2 separate regions of the Danio rerio genome follow, and region 2 is linked to region 1. A link is a contact called in public Hi-C data. All regions are on one chromosome and are shown on one strand. The core of a region is the stretch at or near the end of the contact, and the rest is flanking DNA. Distances in the headings are between cores, read along the strand shown.

Region 1 (4,077 bases), core at 795-3,294:
GTGAGGCCTGTCAACACCCTCTCATCTGTCAGACACAGGTCACATGACCCTATATGTCACATGACCTAAGAATCTTCCTGCCGGAAGAAATGAGATTAACGTTATCATCTATTGTTCTCACCCTGATCTTTTGTTTCCCTAATCATCTCCATACGCTGAACCTGCTCATACGCCAATGGTTTCTTAACCAGTAGCATTTAAAACAGCACTTGCATGTTTAATGCAACTTTATACCCTGCATAAAACAATCTGTTCTACAACAGTAATGAATTTGAACATTTCTATAACACAATGGCCAGTCCCAGTCCTTTAACTTTATTGCATGATAGGTATTCAAAGAAAGCTTGTAATTCATATAACACTATTCAAGTATTTCACTGTATTTCTCCTCTAGTCTGTGTGTCATAAACTACTTTAGTTTCTAAAGTAAAAAATAAAAATAAAATCAACTGTATATACATACAGATGAGAATTATTCGCTAGTTAGCCTTTGATAGCCATACACTTTGAAGTCCTTCCTCTTAACCCTAGGTTGCAAGGGCTAAGGGGAAGGGGTAGGGTACAAAAATAGAATTGGGATTGGCCTTGGTGCTGCTAACGTCATCAAAATGGTTCTAGGGCCCACAAGATATGCTATCCCTTATGTTCAAGACATAAAATCAGCATTTCAGCTTTTCCTTACACCATCAGTTGAACATTATATATATGAAATGACAAATGTAGAGAGGAGGAGGGTCTATGGGGACAACTGCAAAAACTTGTATGTGATTGATTAAAAAGCCTACATTGGGGTACTCATTTTGGCATGAGTGTACAAGTCCAAAGGAGAAGCAAAAGCAATATAAACAACAAAAATATATGCCAATGCAAAGTACCAAACTAATAAAACAACAACTATATATATATATATATATATATATATATATATATATATATATATATATATATATATATATATATATAGTTTTCATGCTGATTTGTAAACTTGTTAAAAGTAATGCAATAGGTAATCTGTGTTAATTGAATAACATTTCTAATAACTGATTTATTTTATCTTTGCCATGATGAAAGTAAATAATATTTGAGTAGATATTTTTCAAGACACTTCTATAGAGATTAAAGTGATATTTGAACACTTAACTAGATTAATTAGGCAGGATAGGATAATTAGGCAAGTTACTGTATAAGAATGGTTTGTTCTGTAGAATATCGAAAAACTTAGCTTAAAAGGGCTAATAATCTGTAAATCATTTGTACTTATTATTATTATTATTATTTATTCATATTCATATTCATATTTTATTTATTTATATTTATTTGTTTATTTATTGTTTTTTCTTTTTTTGTTTTATATGTTATGTTATGTTTTGTTATTTTATTTTATTTTATTTTGTTTTGTTTTATTTTATTTTATTTTATGTTATTTATTTATTTATTTATTTATTTATTTATTTATTTATTATTTTTTATTTTATTTATTTATTTATTTATTTATTTATTTATTTATTCATTTATTTTATTTTATTTTATTTTATTTTATTTTATTTTATTTTATTTTATTTTATTTTACAATTCCGAACATTCCCTGGGATCATCGAAGTCTTATTTTGTCCATCAAGAGCTCTCTGTCCAAAACCACAGTAGCATCGCACTCTCTCTTTCTTTCTTTCTCTCTCCCTCTCTCTCTCTGTTAATGCACGACATTCAACAAACCCTCAGATCCAATCTGATATACATAACTATCGGTCAGATGGTTATCACTGCGCAAATGTTTTTCAGTTGTAGTCAAATAACGGGGCTGAACAAACGAAAGATAACCCTCAGAAGGAACACAAACACTTGGGGGTGATTTTTGGTAATTTAGTAAATTGGTGCTTTCTGGGGGCTTTGAATGAAGGCCTTTGTCCGGCCTCAACCAGGATCACAAGTGTTATTGATGCTAATAATATACTTCAGCAAACAGAGAGCTCTACAGCAGGTTAAACGGGTGATAGGAGCCCCTGCTCACAGTGTTGACCGAAGGATCACGAGAGTCTAGCAGGAGTTCATTATAATAAGCCCGGCTCAGAGAAGAATCCCAGGCATTTGCCTTGCTAGCCTATGAGTAGCAGCCATGTCAGTCACGTGACTCCACCATGAAATGTCTCATGATCAGCAATGATGGAGTGTCAGACCCGAGACCTTCATTATGTCAGAATATCTCCATATCACATTTATGCGTGAGCGCGAGGCTTTTGGGATGAATCTCTCACGGTGTAGGGTGCTGGGTGAGATTAGCCCGAATCACTACACTCGAGATCGGCCAACCACACAAAAGAGCACATTTTTTTAGCCCTGCGTATAATTGTTTCACTTGTGACCACAGAGACTAGCTGTCTCCTTCTGCCCATCACCTTTTTGTCTTCTCGTTTTTCTTCTTTTCAGACTTTGAATGTACAGAGGGAAGTCGAGTTATATGTTCGTCTCTGATGTGAATAACAGACACATACATCCCTGCGGACAGTATACTGTGTTGACAATGGCTGCCAAACCTGGCTGATGTCACCAGGGTAATGTTGCACACTAATGGATGTTTTTTTGAAAAGCCTGTGCGAATGCTTTGAGAGATTTTTTTTTTTTACACTGTGAAATGCAAAGGCTCATTTACACTTGAGTTCTGTGTACGTTTTTTTTTTCTTCCCCTTCATAAATGATTTCATGATCACAGCATGTTCTGATCTGCTCAGTGGACTGAAGACATTATTCAAACGTATGCTCGCCATCGCTTCACGCGTCCAGTCTTTGAGGGAGCGAGTGATAAGATGCACTGGGTCGGTCAGACGGAAAGATTCAGGACAAAAGAAGTGTGTCAACATTTCTACTTCAAAACATCTTTTGTGTGACATGCAGCCCTGTTTGTATTAGTAATATTTCATGCATGAATGTTAAAGAGTTGTTCCAACAAATACACTGACAAAATGAAACGATTTTTGCAAACTTGGTGCGAACAATTTATATGGGCTGAATTTAAACAAACACATTAAATTTACTAATGTTTAAATTAATTACTCTGAAAAAAAATTATTCAAAGATGATTCTTTGGATTTACTTTTGTTTTTTACGTTAAGTGGTTGTAAAAAAATTATTTGGGCTGAATTTAAACAAACAAAGTTGAACATTATTAAATTGTAATTTGTTTGTTGAAATTCAACACAGATAATTTGCTTGCAACAGTTTTGCACACAACATTTTTTTTTTCAGTGTAGTTTGTTTAATTCAGCCTAAATAAATTGTTTACAAGCCCATACAGTACCCTAAAAAATAGTAAATCCAATGAAACATTTTTTTTCAGAGTACAGTTAAACTCAAAATGATTAGCCTTGGGTAAAATGTTCATTCTTTTAATATTAATTCCCAAGTATTGTTTAACGGAGAGACACACTGTAAAAAATAATACCCTATATCTACCTAATAAAATTGAGGGAACAAATTACAAGCAATATTATTAATTAATTCAACAAATATGGATTGAGTATCAATTAATTAAATTGGCTTATTTAAAATAAGTCATTTAAAATAAGTAACTGCGAATAGTACTTAAAATAATTAGCAAATTTTAACCAAAATTATTGGTTTAATTATTGATTGGTGTAACAGAAACTGATTGTAAATTTGAAAATGCTTATTTTAATTAAGTTGGATTTAATTAATATTTTCTCTTCTTTAAATTATTCAAAAATCAGAGCAAATGTGTGTGAAATTTCAGCTGTCGTTTGTTCAAAATTTTGGTGTCAAATGATGCTTCAAAAATCATTCTAATATGCTCATTTCATGCTAAGTTATTATGAACTTTTATTGGTAGTCAAAGATTCTAAATAATAACTATATATTAATAGATAAATAGTCTGTCCTTTTACTAAGAAAAAAATTATTGTGTCTATTCAATAAATCAAAATAATCTAAAAAAATGAATGGCCTTGTCTCTTTATTTATCTAAGGTTGCCACAGTGGAATTAATCACTAACTTATCCAGCATATGTTTTACACAGCGGTTGCCTTTCCAGCTGCAACCCAACACTGGGAAACACCCATACACGC
Region 2 (3,683 bases), core at 764-3,263, 450 kb before region 1:
TCAACTAGAAATCAAACAGTTTAGCAACACAGCAATCTGTCATATTTGTTCATTCTGGTCTATAGCAGAGCTAAAAGTTAATTAATTACAGTTAATCAAGTTTATTTGTATAATGTTTTTCATGGTACTTTTTTTTTTTTTCATTTCAACACAACTTTAGCCTACATAAAGAAACTGTAGCATTTGTAGCATGTCATTAAAACTAAATCAGAAAAAAATTAAACTGCCGATTTATTTAACAAGGCTTCTTAAAGCTAAACGTACGCAGATACAACAGATATTAGCAGATATTATATAATAATGACTGTTTTCTTCCAGCCATGCGCCTAAAAGTTTTTTTCTCTTTTTAAAAATTGTTTCAGCTTAATCTTCTACCCCTTATACTTTTTTTTTAAATGTACACTAGATGGTGCCAGATGATTAAATGAGAAACGTTTGTCTTTTGTTGCGGGTCTCTGCAGTCGTTCAACATGGTTACGAACGACAGATCTCTCGATTCTAAACTAGTTAAACTGTCACATTAAGTAATATGATGTGTTTCTGTGGGTCAGGCATATATTTATCTATTTATTTTATTTTTTTATTTTATTTTTTTTATTTATTCATTCATGTACCTACTCGTTAAAAAAGTAGGCTAGTCTAAACTATGATCAGAATCTAAACAGGCTTACATTTAAGCACATTAGAAATATGTCAGGCTGTCGTTCAGCCTCAGTAAAGAAAGCAAAATGCGATAATAAAGGCATCCCTTGGGATTTGTCAATGGAAATGTGATAGAGAAACATTCTACTTCTAACATTGTCCAATAGAGGGCCCAAGAGAACGTTAGATGACTTAAGAGAGAACCCGTTTTCTTGATCTCTGAACTAACACTATTTCATAAAATGTGCAGACTAAAAGAGTAGGCTATTTTATATTTCACTGCTGGCCTGTCATGCAAAGAAAACCTGCTTTGATTGTACTTACATTTGCAATAGTTAATACTGATGTAAGCTAGAACTTTATAATTTTGTTGATTTTGCCAATTTTTAATGGAGCTGGATTATAATGGTGCTTTTTCGGAGACATTTAATCAGACACAAGCTGATGTTTTGCTCGGCTATGTATCAGCAATATACAACGATAATAATAATAATAATATTAATTATATATATATATATATATATATATATATATATATATATATATATATATATATATATATATATATATATATATATATATATATATATATATATATTAGCAAGCAACAACGATAAGAATCAATTGTCCGTTTAAATTCTACATTCTAGCCTGTTATAGCATTTCTAGACCTTTAAGTTGTGCCGTAATAAAAAAAATATATTTTTAAAAACATTAGAATGACAACACTGAATACAAATTTGATATCAGACTGATGTTGTCTATGCATTTTTGCGCATATAGTTTAATGCCGCTTTCTGAAATTAATTTATCGCTTCCACTTAGGTTAATTTGTAATTCTACAACTCTACTTACATTAACATGTGTTAATAATTTATACAGTTAAATGATGTAACAAAGCGACAGGGGTACCCATATTGCACGCTTGCAGCACACCAGAATATCTAATTTTTTAAGCCGTTGATAAAAAGTTGATATATTCCCAGACCGACACGGTGGTTAGAGTGTTTATTTAGATTTCACTCAATAACTCTTTCGATGATCAAAATGACAGGAAGAAATACCAGTATGACTTAATAAAAGTGAATGTTAATCAAGTGAAAATGATTAAACAAACATTTGTTTAGGGATAACTGTCTCATGACGCAAAATTATATAATATGCAAATATTTTAACATTGTCAAAATTAAAACAAAAAGTGGGAAATGTCACACTGCTCCTGCTCTTGAAGCAGGAATCTCAACTTTTACCTTTTTCAGGTGTCGTTGTCGTACACGTGCCCATAGTAGAGCGCATGCGCCGTGAGGTGGTTCTCTGTTTTTATTGCCAGGTGAGTAGATTTTGTTCAGGTAAAGTGGAATTTTGCTTAAGGACACAAGACCCAATGATATTGTGTCATGTACCACATTCAGAAAGAAGAGACAAGAATGTCACTAATGGGCAAAATGGGAGACTGGCAGGTACGTTCTCTTCCTTAAGATATGAGGGTGATGCTGCTTTTACTTTTAATGAGTATTAAACCTTTTCTGATGAACGTTTTATATATATAACAGTTAATGATTAAAAGCCTTTAAATAAAAAGCTACGAGCTAAAACTGTATCACCCTAGATCTCCGTTAGAGACTGAGTGAAGAAAGGGGTGAGGAAAATGATCAGATTTCTCTTTAAAAAAACACTCTTTATGTAGTCAGAAAAGGGCAACTTTGCTGTTAGAACATGAATATGCCTACTTATTTAGGCTATTTTACTTTCTGCTTTAATTATTTTATTTTAGTCTATTTGCTGTTTTTTTATTGTTCGGTCTTTGCAGGCCTTCGTATACATTTTTCTATGGCAGGATAAATGGGAAAAACTATATTACTATTTTCTCTCTACGTTTGTTATCACACTGTTTTACTGTGCACTGCGTCCCTGTGCACTGTCCTTAAGTATTGTGGTCCAGAGTAAAAAATAACACAAGGGATTTTAGATTTTTGTCACACGAGTATACAATTTTCTCATTATGAAAATTGCGACAAAGTTTTAGGAATGCAGACTAGTTCTTAATTTTCTTTTGTGCGACTGGTTTCAGCGATGCGGACCCCCAATCAATAAGCAGCGAACAACAAAGCAGCACACCCCATTCATATCTACTGCGCGTTTCTCTGCCTCTCCTAATCATCATTGTGTCTTAGTTTCTTTCGGCCTCTCATTAATGACAACTGGACTCACCCCACCAAAAATGGTAATGGAGGTAATGGAAAGACAACGCCTTAGACTCGGCGACCTGTCTTCTGACCTCATTCACATTTAACAAGCCATGTTGTTGTGTTAATTATTTACATTTATCAAATTGCGCCGTTACACGTTGTAAATAGATGTATGCTTACTGAAGAATCGACTTTTAGCATAACATTATTGCGAGTATTTTACAGGCAAACGTTCACTGTAGGACTAAAACAACATTTTACAGTTGCCAGACTGGGCGCAATTTTATTTTGGCCAACCGAATCAAGAAAATGCAACAAAAGCGTGTTGTTTAATAAACAGCCTATTTTACAAACTGCTCGTGAGGTGTAGCCTAAATTCGAAATTTATGAATACTGTTTGAAAGATTATTTGTTCATGGTTCAAGTGCATGAATTATCCCAACTGGATGATTAATTCAAATAAACAGGAGAAGCTCTCATTCACCACTTATATTAGCCCCTGTAATTTACCGTTCCCTTTTGAAATACAAATGAAACGCAGTGAAGGTATTCTTGCTGGAATTCTCGTTGCAGTTTCTACCTGTGTATATTCATTGGCTTTGCTCTCTTGATATGCTAATGAGGGTTATTACAGTAGCGATCGAGTCTCTCTCTTCCACCATTAGAGGGAGATCTGAGCGCGCAGCTCGAGCCTTGTATGCACTGTGTCAAACTCAAGCGAAGGCGCACTGCACTCTATCCACAACCAATGAAAATGCTTTGGAAATTAACTGATAATATTAAATATGAAGACTTCGAGGTAAGCGGCTTAACCAGGCTTTTGATACAAAATGTTGCATGATATTTATTTAA

Evidence for each region. A called contact is a pair of places that touch in the nucleus more often than the background predicts.
Region 2: a contact with region 1 is called in a Hi-C map of an unstated tissue, with 3 times the contacts expected there. The contact joins the promoter of tfap2a here to the enhancer-like site in region 1. A contact is called at or near these places in 1 of 18 Hi-C or Micro-C datasets (an unstated tissue) and 1 of 4 datasets of contacts at active chromatin or transcription factors (embryo).

What each region holds. Positions count from the first base shown.
Region 1 is chr24:8,631,023-8,635,099 of GRCz12tu, reverse strand. No RefSeq gene overlaps it. Among named protein-coding and RNA genes, the nearest start is that of slc35b3, 210 kb to the right of the region's middle. Within about 2 kb of position 2,044, at least 5 of the 62 cell types and tissues checked have an H3K27ac peak or open chromatin away from gene starts, as enhancers often do.
Region 2 is chr24:9,079,012-9,082,694 of GRCz12tu, reverse strand. tfap2a (transcription factor AP-2 alpha) reads left to right here and starts at 2,013. Exons shown (of 7, transcript NM_001319158.1): 1 at 2,013-2,102. The coding sequence starts at 2,040. It also overlaps a transcript of tmem14ca not described here.